Linked DNA regions of Zea mays: region 1 is linked to region 2. A link is a contact called in public Hi-C data. All regions are on one chromosome and are shown on one strand. Each heading gives the region's core, a stretch centred on a gene start, on an enhancer-like site or on the middle of the called end of the contact. The rest is flanking DNA. Distances are from core to core; before and after follow the strand shown.

Region 1 (6,756 bases), core at 2,801-5,300, 76 kb before region 2:
GTGCAACAAATTATTGGTCTTAAAGGCCACATAATAATTATGCACTCAAAGCTGAAGCTACGTACTACCGAGCAGCTATATATACATTTTTTTTAGGCAACAACATATTGATCGCAAAAGCCATAAAATACAGATCAACAAAACAGAAACATATGGCGTCTTTTTAGGATCGTATTTGATCTTCATATCTTTCGTGTTCCTTTTTCTCCGGCTTATATGTGTTAAGTACGTGTCGGTAAAGTAAGAGATTGATTACTCAACATGCACATATAATAGGATAATCTATTTTTTAATATAATAGATCATTTTATGGGACTGGACTATAAATCACAATAGTGTAAGTAGAGATTATAATGATAGGCATGAAATAGAAGGTACATATTTAGGAATATAACTTTTTTTTTGTGCGGAGATTCTATTGAGGTCCCTTTGGCCTCATTGATGGTCTTCCATTGATCCTAGTGGTGAAAAAAATAAACTATTAATGATAGGATTTTTTTTATTTATGTAATCACTTATTTTATTAAATTATCTGTGCAACGAAACATCTTTTCTCAAGTATATTCCCTTAAAAGAATATGACTTTCTAAGAAAATAACTATATGCTGATTAGGATGGCAGTCCTTATTAGGGGTAATAAAGTTTTAGTTTCTGTATTTAGTAATTTAGTGACTAAAATGAATAAAATTAAGGGACTAATTAGTCCTTATAAACCCAACAACACTCGGAGGAAATATGTGTTTAGTGAATCATTGTTCACATAGGAAAGAGAAGAAACGTACATGTAATTCATGGCAGACAAATATTTGGCAGAAGCAAGTCGAGTATCCTGCCTCCACCGTGAGTGATGTTCGCACCAGAAACACTCACCGCATCATCATGGCTCATGGTCTGGAGTCTGGACGATCTCACACAGTCACACCATTCTCCGAGCTCCCCTTTAACAGTCGTTCGCTAGACTTTGGCTTTTTATGGTGCTGCTCGCCTGATTGTACAGCTCCATTGAAGCTCCCATCGCTGCCATCATCTCTCATGCTCAATGCAGCTTCGTTTTCGAAGCCATGTGAAAAAGGATCTGAATGGTAGCGGAGAAGCTCATCCAGTAAGGGCTTGTTCGGTTATTCCCAAAACACATGGATTGAATGAGATTGGAAAAAAATGAGAAGAGGTTTGACTTGTTTGGGTTTCAAACCCATCCAATCCCACTCAATCCACATGGATTGAGAGCTAACCGAACAAGCCCTAAAATGGAAAGACATGTTAAAATGGGGACAAAAATCTCAGCAGGTTCAACAAATTATTGAAATTATGCACTCTCACCATCTTGCACATTGGAAATCGTCTTCGACATCCGACTCGCTCATCGCCAAGCAATCGTACCAAGCCTCCTCAATGCTCCTGGACACTGCAGCATGAGATACCCCCGAAATCACGTCAGGTCACATTGGAGTATCGAGTACGAATTAACGGTGGCTTGGCGGAGGCGAGAGCACGCGGGTGAGCGAGTGACCATATTGGCGAGGCGAGGCGAGGCGGCGAAGAAACTGGGTAGCGCTAGAGGCGAAGCAGCTCAGTAACTCACCGTGCGCGATATCGGAGGTTGCAGCTCAGTAGCTCAGTAACTGGGTTGCTTGGCGTGGATTACGCCTTCCTCGGTGTGGGCACCGACGGTAACCGGAGCCTGCAGCGCAGGAGCAGGCGCAATGCGGCGATGAGGTCGTTGGAGCTGCTCGTGGACGAGGGTGGTGCGGACGTCTCTTGGTGGACGCAGGCGTGGCGGTCCAGTGCCACGACGGGGGAGCTGGGCGGGGACGCGCGCCCCAGCTCCTCGCCGACCGCGCCCCCACACAGGCTTCAGATCCACCGCGCGCCGACGTTTGATTCATGTTGGCTTTTCAATTTGCCAGGCTGGTAACAAAGTATGCTCGAGGAAAGTCTGGAAGCTACGCGTTCTTCTTGATGAGACCGTCCAAAGCAGATCCGACGATCAAGATTTTAGTGGTGACATGGCTTAAGGAGATGCACGTTTTGCGTCGGGCTTTAATATGTATGTACTGGTGTCTAACGCGCGCCCTGCGCGCGCTGTTTTTTTTATGGTCCACTAAAATATGTATGTAAATAAGATCCTATGTAGAACACAATAGTGATAGTTTTTTACATAAACAAATGGAAGGTGCGATGCAATTTCTTAAAATGAAGAAAAAACACTAATATAAGTGGTAGATCTAAAAATGTAGAGGAAATAGTGCAACTTAACCTGTTTTGTATGAAGCTATAACTCTTTAATGTGTCACTTTGGTCCTCGAGATGTCCATCAAGTTTGGAACAAATAGTTTTAAAAAAGATAGTCATAATCAGCTATTATATACTAATCCCGTTCTCGAATATTTGTTGTCCGTTATTTTATTTTTGAACTATAAACAAATAAATAACGGAGGGAGCTATCTACGGAAATCCCATAAAAAGTCATTAAAGATATAGAGCACAGGGCACAATACATTGGTAAAAAAACGACATTATTTTTTTTATCATACATAGGCACATACATACAATCATTAAAATGAATAGCCAAAATAACCTGAAAAGGTGGACATATCAGTTAAAAGAATAGGTAAGGGTGAGTATTGCCCGGTAGCAATTTTGGAGTTATGTAGAATACATCGGATATCACATGGATAAGGAAGTTTTTAGTGAAAGAAGTAGATTTTTTTTAAAAGCAATACAAATTGCCAAAAGAATATGTGGCATGTTGTTGTCACTGTACGGAAGAAGCTTTGATCGGACCAAGGCAACTCATGCTGGGTGCAGAGCAGCTGCGCTACGACCTCCGGCTCCTAGCCATGGGGTAGCAAGTCGAACCTGGCCCAGCCGGCCTCCCTGACCCTGACTAACCCTCCGGCCTCCATTGTGACTGTGATTGTGTGTAGATGTTGGTGTCTGAGGTGCTTGCTTGGTGAAGACCAGTACAGGTGCTTTTATACCGTTTAGGAACAGTGCTGCAGACGGGAGCATGTTCTTCAAATTCTTCTTAAAAAAACAAAAGGTGGCCATCAATATGTTTAAAGAAACGACGGTCCATGATTGGGATGAAGCAGTTTATGGCCTGCTGATACAAACAAATGATAGGTTCATTATTCAGTGTAGAATGTGTCGACGTCCTTATTCCATGTGGTTCTAAATCAGCATACCGGGAAGAAGAAGAACTGAACAAATGCAAAAAATGTTGTGTACAACGCGGCTCTGTAAAAGGTCAAACAGGACACTGGTTGCAGCAAATACTACCAAAGGCCTTCAGAAAATCAAACCAGATTTAAAGTTCAGATCATGGCACATTTCGTGAACCTAAGACCATGTGCATCATCAGAACTGAGGGCTATCGCGTTCATCAAAAAATAACAAAATTGGAGGCCACGATATGTAGGTTTCCACAATGTCCAACGGGTCTAAATCTATCGGGGATGTGTTGCTGGACACTGGTATCCTCACAAGCAGCAAGTGATCTGCATCCATCTAGTAATCAAGAGCCGCACAGGACTCAGACCCTCCATAGTGTACGAATCAGCTAAATACTTATGAACCAGTGGCCCGCACAAAAGGCAAGTAGGATTAGGGATCATGATTACCTATGAGGTGTCCGTGGCATCGACGGCGTGGGCATCCAGGGACAGCGCACAGGACCAGCAGCTGCGAGACAGGACCGGGACAGCGAAGGTGACGGGGCAGCCACGCTTGGAAGATGCTGCAGGTTTTCGGCGAACCCGCACGCTCCGTGTGCTGCGGTAGCCGCATCGTCACCGGGGGCTTCCCATATCGCCTCTCCAATGGCTTCAGCGGCTAAGCGTTAGACGAGCTGAGAACTGTCGTCGTGTGGGCAATGGGGCGGGCCGGCCGATGGAGACGGTGTGGAGGCCGGTAGAGGGAGAGGGCGGCGAACACGGCGTTGGAACTTGGGAGGGAGGCAAAGGGGGAGGAGGACGATGGAGACAACACTAGGAGAGAGACAGAGAGGGCGCTGTTATCACGGCCAGTTCTTCGGCTGGAGTGTCGAATGTTCTAGATTCGCAGCTGCTGGAGAGACGCCCTTTCGTGTGGGTGGAAGGCCCTCGTGACCGTAGTTTTGGAATCTGACGGTTGAGCTGTTTTGGGTAGACGTGGCTGCACCAGCGGCACGTTTTCCGTCCGGCTTTAATAATAAGTAAATTCGCACGCCCTTTCGTGTGGGTGGAAGGCCCTCGTGAGTCGTGACCGTAGTTTTGGAATCTGACGGTTGAGCTGTTTTGGGTAGACGTGGCTGCACCAGCGGCACGTTTTCCGTCCGGCTTTAATAATAAGTAAACATTATGTCGTTTTCCTCTCCTGTAGAATTGACGTCGAGGATTGGGCCGGAGCGTAAAATGATCAGAGCTTGTTTGGCAGCCATAAAATTAGTGGAGATTACAGGGCCTAAAATTCCTTTCGTATGACTAGTTTGGAAAACCCATTTTATCAAGTGATTTTCATTTTTCTAAAAAAATAGTTTATTTTCTCTTGAAAAATATAAATCCCTTAAAAATAAAGTTTTTAAACTAGTTTTAATTAAATAAAAAATATTCTAACCCCTACAATCTTCTCTGGTTTTGTGTTCCTAAACTGGTCTTTCAAAGAAAAAGATCCATGTGTGCGCACTGCTCGGAACCTCCAGCCATTTGCATGACCCCATCCGGTATCTCTAGGCACCGTTGGTTCCACAAAAACATGTGCCTGGACTCTGGAGTGGGCCGCGCCGAGGATGTCATCCGTGTTGGGCCTAGTACAACCCATGTTTTCCCTGGACCAGATGTCTCTAGGCTGGTACAGGGCTGCTCGTTCCCGACCAGCTTGGGAGTTGGGACTCAACCCGCAACGTGCCTTTAGCACTTGTTAAGAAACGCTACTACATATTTGATGACTAGGTGTGTACCCGTGCGTTGCAACGGGAGTACCCTGGGATGAACATCGACAAATATATCTTATATTTCCTTGGGGTCTAGAAAAAATTTGCTCGGAAGCCAAACATGTTAAGACTTGAGCGTTGTAGCACGTAGGGGTCATTTGGAGGCCGCCGCTGCGCGCGTAAAGACTCACTACGCATGCACAGTGGAAGGGGAGGGGCACCACGCGGCTGCTGCTTCAGCCAGCCTAACACAACTCTGCTTCTCTTTTCTCGCAACCTAGCCTAGCCTGCCCTTTTCATGGTTTTAATGATGTGTAGTGTGATGGTTGCAGCCTTGCAGGCTCGCCCACTGTGATTATAGGTTGTCAAGCGCTAACTCGCTTGGTATATCGCAACGCCGTCCTTTACCTAGGCTTTAGGGCGGCTATATTCAGACAACAACAACATAGGCAAAGGGGGAGCACTGCACTGTAGCCAACATAGGCAAAACTGATCAACCCACCGTAATTCCGAACTCAGCTTCACCTATCCAAGTTATGTCCTTCCCAGATTTGAGTCACGAAAAAATCTACAACCAAATTGGATTTCCAAGAATAGTAAGCTAAGGTTTTGCCTACATGGTATTACATGAACATTTCCAGCGTCCAGATGAATCGAACCCGTGACATTTCTGCCGAACAGCCAAGGAATTGCCATGCTTCCTTCACCAAGAGCTCTCCTATTGAATTGTTTGCACATCAGAAAATCAGTGACACAAACATTCACTTCTGATTCAGTTCACAATCAATGTAAATTTGTAATGTAGTCATTTTCCTTGAAAATGAAACGCATCTGATTGTGAAGCATGATGAAATGTTAATGAAAACCTTTAAAAGGCTCAAGGTAAACACCAAAACAGGTGGATTTTGTCATCATGGTTCTCTTATCAGTATGACGCAAGAGGACAATACATAACATAAACAAATTTGTAACTCCTCATACCTAGATACTGCTCAAACTGGGTATCTCCATGAAACTAAAAATGAAATAATGTGCCATTTTGACACTCACTTCTCTAACAAAACTCTGCTCCTCATACCTAGATACTACTTGTGTTAGACCTTCGCCGCAGGATCTGTAGCCTAATTAACATGAACACTACTAAATTAAGGTGGGGATTAGCAGCAATGACCAGCCCCTAAGGCTAAATGGTTTGCCAGCAATGAACTCTTTAACTCCTCCCCCACCCCCTGCCCTCTGGCTAAACTCTTGGAAGAGTTATGGACATTGGCCAATTCTCATTCTCTTTACATGGCTAGACATCATTGTCGGCGTTTCGAGACAGGGGGGTCCCTAAGCCGACGAGTGAGTGTGCTGCGTGCCCCAGCCCAGATGGGTCGAGCGCGTGGGCGAGCGCGAAGGGGGGAGAGGTGAGGTGGCCGGAGCCGAGCGTGAGAGAGGTGGAAGTCCCGCGGCCTTCGTGTTCGTCCCGCGCCCAGGTCAGGTGCGCTTGCAGTAGGGGGGTTACAAGCGTCCACGCGGGTGAGGGAAGCGAGCGGCCCCAAGAGAGCGCCTGTCCCGTCCTCGGTCCCGCGCGGCCAACCTCCTCTGAGAAGGCCCTGGTCCTTCCTTTTATAGTCGTAAGGAGAGGATCCAGGTGTACAATGGGGATGTAGCAGAGTGCTACGTGTCTAGCGGAGGGAGAGCTAGCGCCCTAGGTACATGCCAATGTGGCAGCCGGAGAGATCTGGGCACCCTGCTGGCGTGACGTCGTGGCTGTCGGAGGTGCGGCGGAGCCTGATGGAGGGACAGCTGTTGGAGCGGTCGAGTCCCTGCTGACGTTGTCCTGCTTCCGTAAGACAGCT
Region 2 (6,620 bases), core at 1,493-3,992:
TCGCTAGCCCCGGTCACGGGCGCGAGGAAGGCGCTGACGGGCGGGGCCCTCTTGCCAGGGAGGGAGAGATCGTGAGGGAGGGTAGTGCGGGCTGACGGGTGGGGCCGAGCCAACAGCGGGAGAGCGACGAGAGAGGGAGAGGGGGGGCAGCTGACGGGTGGGGGCAGGGTGTCAGTGGCGGGCGCGTGGCGCGCGGCGATGGGCCGCTTGGGCCGCGGAAGGGAGGGGAGTGCGGACGCGCGCGCGAGAGAGAGAGAGGCGGCCTGGAGGGGGGTTTCCTTTTCTCTTTTTTTCTTTTTCTATTTCTTATTTCTATTTTCTATTTCTTTTATCTCCTTTTCTTTTGAACAGATAATTAGCTAAATAATCTTGTGTGCTAGAAACATAATAATCTATGTGAGGCGCTTCTAACAATCAAAGTGTATGCATATGATGAGATGACCTATGGGGTGGAGTTTAGGGAGAGATAAAAAAGGGGGGTTAGGAGATTAGGGTTCCAAACCTCGGGTTGAAATTTTGGGATGTTACAACGGTCCGGTGTGCGATCTCCTTCCTGATTTGGCATATCCGACCGTTGCTCCTCTGGGCTGATTGGCGCACCAGACACTATTCGGTGCACACCGAACAGTCCGGTGCACCAGCCGACCGTTGGAGCAGTCCACGTGTCGCGCGAAGATTGCGTGGCCGACCGTTGGCGCTGGCGATCGTTGGCTCACCGGACAGTCCGGTGAATTATAACCACGTCGCCCCTTTGCTTTTCCCGAGGGCGACGAGTTCGCCGCGGATGACTCACCGGACAGTCCGGTGAATTATAGCCGTACGCCGCCATCGATTCCTGAGAGCAGCACTTTCACCAGAGACCAGCCTGGCGCACCAGACACTGTCCGGTGAACCACCGGACAGTCCTGTGTGCCAGACTGAGCTGAATTTGGCTGCACCGAGCCAAGTCTTTTCAGTTTCTTTTCTTGCTGTTTCTAGCACTTAGATAACCTCATTAGTATTCAAAAACAAATGTACTAAGTCTAGAAACATACCTCATGCCTTGATTTGCACTTTTCAACCTTTGGCTCATGAAAACTTAATTAAACGTGTTGGGCACTTAATCACCAAAACATTATAGAAATTGCCCAAGGGCATATTTCCCTTTCACCATGATCCCTCAAAGCGTAGGGTAAAATATAACACTAAAAATTATTTCGTATTGTGTCAACACACAATAGAAGATGGTAAAACTCTCCTATGTCATCTCATAATTAAATAGGTTACCGCACAATAGCTACCTTTTGCTTTATAAACCTAGTTCCTTCTAGTCTAGTTTGAATACTCTTGGATTGGAGTATTTTGGAGGGATTAGAGAGAAATCCCTAAGGTCCCGTTTGTTTCCTTTCATTTCGATGAATTAGAATCATACTAATGGAATAGATTATTTTTTAGAACGTGACATTCCACCACTTTCCAAAGTTATCATATAAGCCTATCTCAAATTCATGGGGTGAGAGATGAAAATTGATTCTATAGATTTACATGCTATTTTTCTGATGTACAACTTATAGCACACTCTTCTAATTGCTTCGCTATGACATAAATGTAGTATATAACTATCTCTCTCTTATGATTTTGGATAATATACAAATATATTACATATATAAATATATGAACTTAATTAGTTTTGTCTAAATTATAATTATTAAAATGGAATTCAATTCCAACGAAACAAACGGGCCCTAATAGATCAAATCTCCCTCAATACATCTCAATCTACTCTAATCCCACTCATCCCTATAGTACCCAAACTAGGTCTCAAGGAAAAATGACAATAATATTAGAAATGGTAAGGATGTCTGACCGTTTATTATAAAATGGATCATCCCATTTTTTAAGCGCTAGAATTTTCTGAATATTGGCCACATGAAAAATAAATTTTGGCTTACAAGTGGCTGCTAGCTACATATGAAAGACTAAAGTAATAAGGACCTATTAGGGCAGGGGTTATCGAATCAAATCCATATAATCTAGTTCAAATCTGAATCCAAAACTTGACGGAGTGGATACCCTCCTGAGAAGCTATTATTTTTCCAATTAAGCTGAAATGTGAACAACTTAAACATTGATAACATTGCAAAACTTACAATGACTACAATCGACTTTAAAGCAGCACAAGCAGATGACAAGCTAGATAGAGCGACTTGCTCACAAAGTGCATTGACAAGAACTTCTGCAACCTTGACTTCAGCTTATCTCCGGGAGTATCCACATACCTGGCCAAGTTCATATGTTTTAGGCCATATTTCAATTACCATATGCCAAGGAAAAATATGCATTAGGATATTAACACATCAAGACAAATTTAGAATAAAAAATTTCAATCCAGATGCACATGTTGTGACGACATTGATAATGGTTGCATACAAAAAGCAAAAAAGTTAGGCATAAAAATGTCTCCAAATAGTGAAGCCTGGCCGCCTGCTGGCCTCCTCCACGCATGGCTGGCTGTCGTCTTTTGGACGCAGCCGCGCTTGGTCCGTTGCTGCTGGCCACCTGCTCCGCCGCTCGCCGCGCCCGCGTGGTCTGCTCGCTACGCTACGCCTGCCCCCCAACCGCGCCTGGCTGCCTGCTCGTCGCACCACTGCTGCGCCGCTCATGTTTCAATGGCTCTATCTCGCCGGACCCTCCTAGCTGGGGTAGCTCTTGTGCAGTGGCCGTAGTATGTGGACACCAATTCATGGTTCATGTGTTGCAGATTGATTGCTGGGCTGGCGCTAGTACATGGACCTTTAGACACTATTTGGCCTGAGAGCAGGGTCCAGGCCCGGTCATAAGTTCCGGTCCTCTGGATCTCCCAAAAATATACAAAATAAATAAATTTAATATTAAAGTAAACATCATCCGTAATTTAGATATTAAACTAATATAAGAATAAATATTATATTTTATCTTAGTTAAAAGATCGAGAGATGAGTTGAAAAGAGCTCAACCCCTTTTTTATACCTCGGTCATTCACTCGTCATTCTTCAGCTAGGAGAGTGATACTATATATGATCGTTGTGTTGCATGCGACTTCCTGTCATATTAGATTTAGTGGTTTCTCATGGCTCATCTATGAGGTAATGACCCACTGGTAGAAGAGAAGCGAGGGAGGGAAAACACTCTTGTGTTGAGTTTGGTGGTTTCTCACGGCCTATATGTAGATTAACGACCCACTGGTAAGCGAGTAGTGGGGAGAAAACGACAGATCTACGCGCAACACACGAAACTCGTATTTTAAAGGAGTAGAGAAATCATGTCGTGAGTAGAGGTGGTAACATCGTAATAGATCACGATCCAAATATTTATTCATCGTTTGTTTGAACCCTTAATTAATTTTAGTTAAAATTAAATAGAAATTGTCTGATTATGATATGATCCGATAAAACTATCCGTGGCGGTTTTTTCTACCTCATACCTTTAAATCTCATGTTTTGAGCACCCTTTAAAAGATTTTATCCCCTAAATCTTATCTCCTTTGACAGTTCTCCCTAAATTTTCCCTATATACAGTACATCATAGTGCTAATATATTTTATTACCGGTCGTCTTCAGGGAGAAAAAAAGAAAATAAGGAGAACAACATGATGCCTACCTTGCAGATCGAGAAAAACGTGTCAACCCGAAACTGTATATTTACGGATGAGAAGGAGCAATCAGTTCAATCACTACTACACCTCAACAATCACCGTCGTGCTGGCACACGTGCTTAGCTTTTACCGTGCATGCCGGCCCTCACGACCCCAGCCGGTACATCCCGCCGTCCGCCATGAACGGCGGCACCGCCGGCCTGTCCATATACAGCGCTGCGGTGCCCTGCGCGACGTGGAACCCGCCCTCCATCACCGCGAACGGCATGTCCTCCGACGCCGGCTTCCAGTGCCGCTTCCGCTGGTTGATGAACCAGTTGTTGATCTGCTTCGGGTCCAGCCCGGTCGTCTCTGCGAGCGCCATCTTCTCCGTCTCCTGGTGAGTACTCGAAACAGTAGTCATGCATCAAAAGCTTCATTTTTTTTCTTCTTCCAAACATAGACACAGTAGTTGCCGTTGTATTAGCAATGCATGGATGGAAGGAAACATAGGTAGGGTCTTACAGAAGGGTAGGGCCACTTGTAGTGCAGCTCCCACCAGTGCAGCAACTTCTGCCTCGCCTCCTTGGGGAGCTTCCCTTTCTTCTTCCTCTTGGAGAACTCCTGGCGAAGGCCGCCCAGGTAGCCGCCGTACTTCCTCAGAAGCTGGTGCTTGAGCTCCTTGTCCTCGGCGCAGGGATCGATCTCCTCAGGCCAGCTCGCGTCCTGCTCATCCTCGGACGACCCGGCGACCTCACAGTTACTGTCTGCGGGTCAACCACGCTTTAATAATTGGTTCCAAAGATAAAGATTAGATCGCTTCTGACAAAGATTGAGGGTACGAACAACAGTTCAGCTCTGACCAAATACTGCTCACGCACATACAGTAGGACGGACCCTACTAGCAGGGTTCGGTTTGGTGAAAGACGCTAGACGCTATTGGTAGCTAGCGGACTGTGGTGGATAGCATGCAAAGTAGTGGTTAGCTTGGTCGCGACATCACCAACCATGATACGACATGCATGAGCGCTGATGAATTCTTATCGACATGTGTTGGATTCCTGTAGTTCGATGATGATGGTGTAGTGTTGGTGCATCGATTTCCACAAAGCAACGATTTTGGCTACCTCAGTAACAGAAGGGCTATCGTCTACTTGTTGGTTTTCACTCCATTCTGAGCGTCCGTACGTGTTGCTCACATTATGGCAGCGCCGGGGAGGGGGAATACTATAGAGTATATGGCATGGAGTTGATATATAGTAGGATAAAGATTAGTTTCCATCTATATCTTTAAAACTGGTTGAGATCAGGCCACATTTTACTTCATATAGATAGCCTACGCACGAGACTTAATAGTTGTTACAAACCATCCAATATTTGTGTTATTCATATTCTCCTACTTTCACAAGGTAATGGTATACAAAGTACAATGTTCATAACAAAATATCAAATAACAATCAATTTTTTAAAATTCTTTGATTCAAATAATGTTTTTAGGATGAAGACTGATTCATAGTAGCTCACTCTAGTTAACAATTATTGGTCAACATATGGGCAAACCATTATTAGCTTATCAAATAATAAAATAAAATTATTCATACTGGTTTTAACATCACTAGTTGGGGCTTTAAGAATTGATAACAGATAAATTTACAGACTCCTTATCACAAAAATGTACTAAATCATTTTTACTTGGCATATCTATATACTCCCTCCATTCCAAGATAGTTGACATTTTAAGTTTGGACAAAAAACTAAAAGTAGAAAAGTGCGGTGCACGAAAAAAACAAGAAGAGAGATAGAGAATCATTGAAAAAAGGAAAAATGTGTATTGAGAGGAGAAATGTGCATTGAAAAGTGAGAATGAAAACTATTTTGATACAAAATTTGAATACAATAATGTCAACCATTTTGGAACGGAGTGAGTATATCTTATAAAAACATTCTACTAACTTTAATGTAAACATGCAAGCTATCCATATCATTTCCTACTAAATGCCACATTATCTTCTACTAACTTTCAAACTCTTCATGCAAGAAATCTACTTCATCCCATACAAAAGTGCTAAAACTATCCACATCCACATCATCCTCACTAAGTACAAACATTACTAATTTTCATTTATAAAAAATCTCTACTCTCTCTCTCTCTCTATGTGTGTGTCCAATACTCTGTATTATATATACACATATATTATAAATTTAAGCCCCACTAACTTTCAATCTCCCTATCTATGTCATTCCCAACTAATGCTACACATCTCCCACTAGCCACCTTCAATCTCTTTAGTGCATGTATAGCTCTAAGCCCTTGAATAAGTTTTTCTAAATATAAGAGACAACTAAAAGGCTGTATGAAGAGACCATAAATATAGTTAAGAGACAATATGTATAGAGAGTTGTGTAGAAACAGCGTATTTATGAAGAGATCGTCTGTTGTATTTTTTCAGTTAACTCTCTAAAGACCTCATAATAAGAGACTCCATAATAAATAGAGTTGTACATGCCCTCATGCAAAAAAAAAATCCACTTCATCCCTCACCAATTGCTAGATGTAATTACTATTTTAAGTCTATCAAAATACAAGAAGTCTACATGACTAATTATGCTTTTGTTTGGCCATCCCATCGTCTTATAACACTGTCCGGTACTCCATTAGTTATAATTTTCTATCTGATCATACCATTAGGTTGCCTAGTTTTGACCCTAACCTATATATAACATGTAGGTCCAACTATGCATGCAATGCACATGCATGTATCCTTCTAGAGTTCTAGTTATTATATACAGGAAGTGCACATCCTTTGGTAGGGTCATTAGGTGTGCCATCGTTGTAAAAAACAGTCCATTGATTCCAGGTGTTTTTTTTCCTCTCCTCTTATTACGAATCATTCACTGTACACCAAGCAATCATACACCAGAAAACAGTCTCGCAAACTATTCCGTTTCATCCATGCCTCCAACCACTGCAGCCTGCAGGTTAATCTAACCATCGTATACAGTCAGAGACTATACAATGCTGCTTCAC

What was found. Hi-C and Micro-C count contacts between places; a contact is called where the count stands out from the background.
Region 1: a contact with region 2 is called in a Hi-C map of tassel, with 3 times the contacts expected there. The contact joins the promoter of LOC100281599 here to the enhancer-like site in region 2. A contact is called at or near these places in 3 of 25 Hi-C or Micro-C datasets (ear, leaf and tassel).

The regions. Positions count from the first base shown.
Region 1 is chr1:288,658,379-288,665,134 of Zm-B73-REFERENCE-NAM-5.0, reverse strand. LOC100281599 (L-type lectin-domain containing receptor kinase SIT2) reads right to left here and starts at 4,050. Exons shown (of 4, transcript XM_035964393.1): 1 at 3,624-4,050; 2 at 1,321-1,405; 3 at 783-1,242.
Region 2 is chr1:288,580,888-288,587,507 of Zm-B73-REFERENCE-NAM-5.0, reverse strand. It overlaps LOC606458 (knotted related homeobox 8), which reads right to left. Exons shown (of 4, transcript NM_001372049.1): 3 at 4,118-4,359; 4 at 3,463-3,989. The coding sequence ends at 3,759. Among protein-coding and RNA genes, the nearest start is that of LOC606458, 9.5 kb to the right of the region's middle. Within about 2 kb of position 2,742, at least 11 of the 20 cell types and tissues checked have an H3K27ac peak or open chromatin away from gene starts, as enhancers often do. A contact at or near this core is called in ear and tassel, where this site is marked.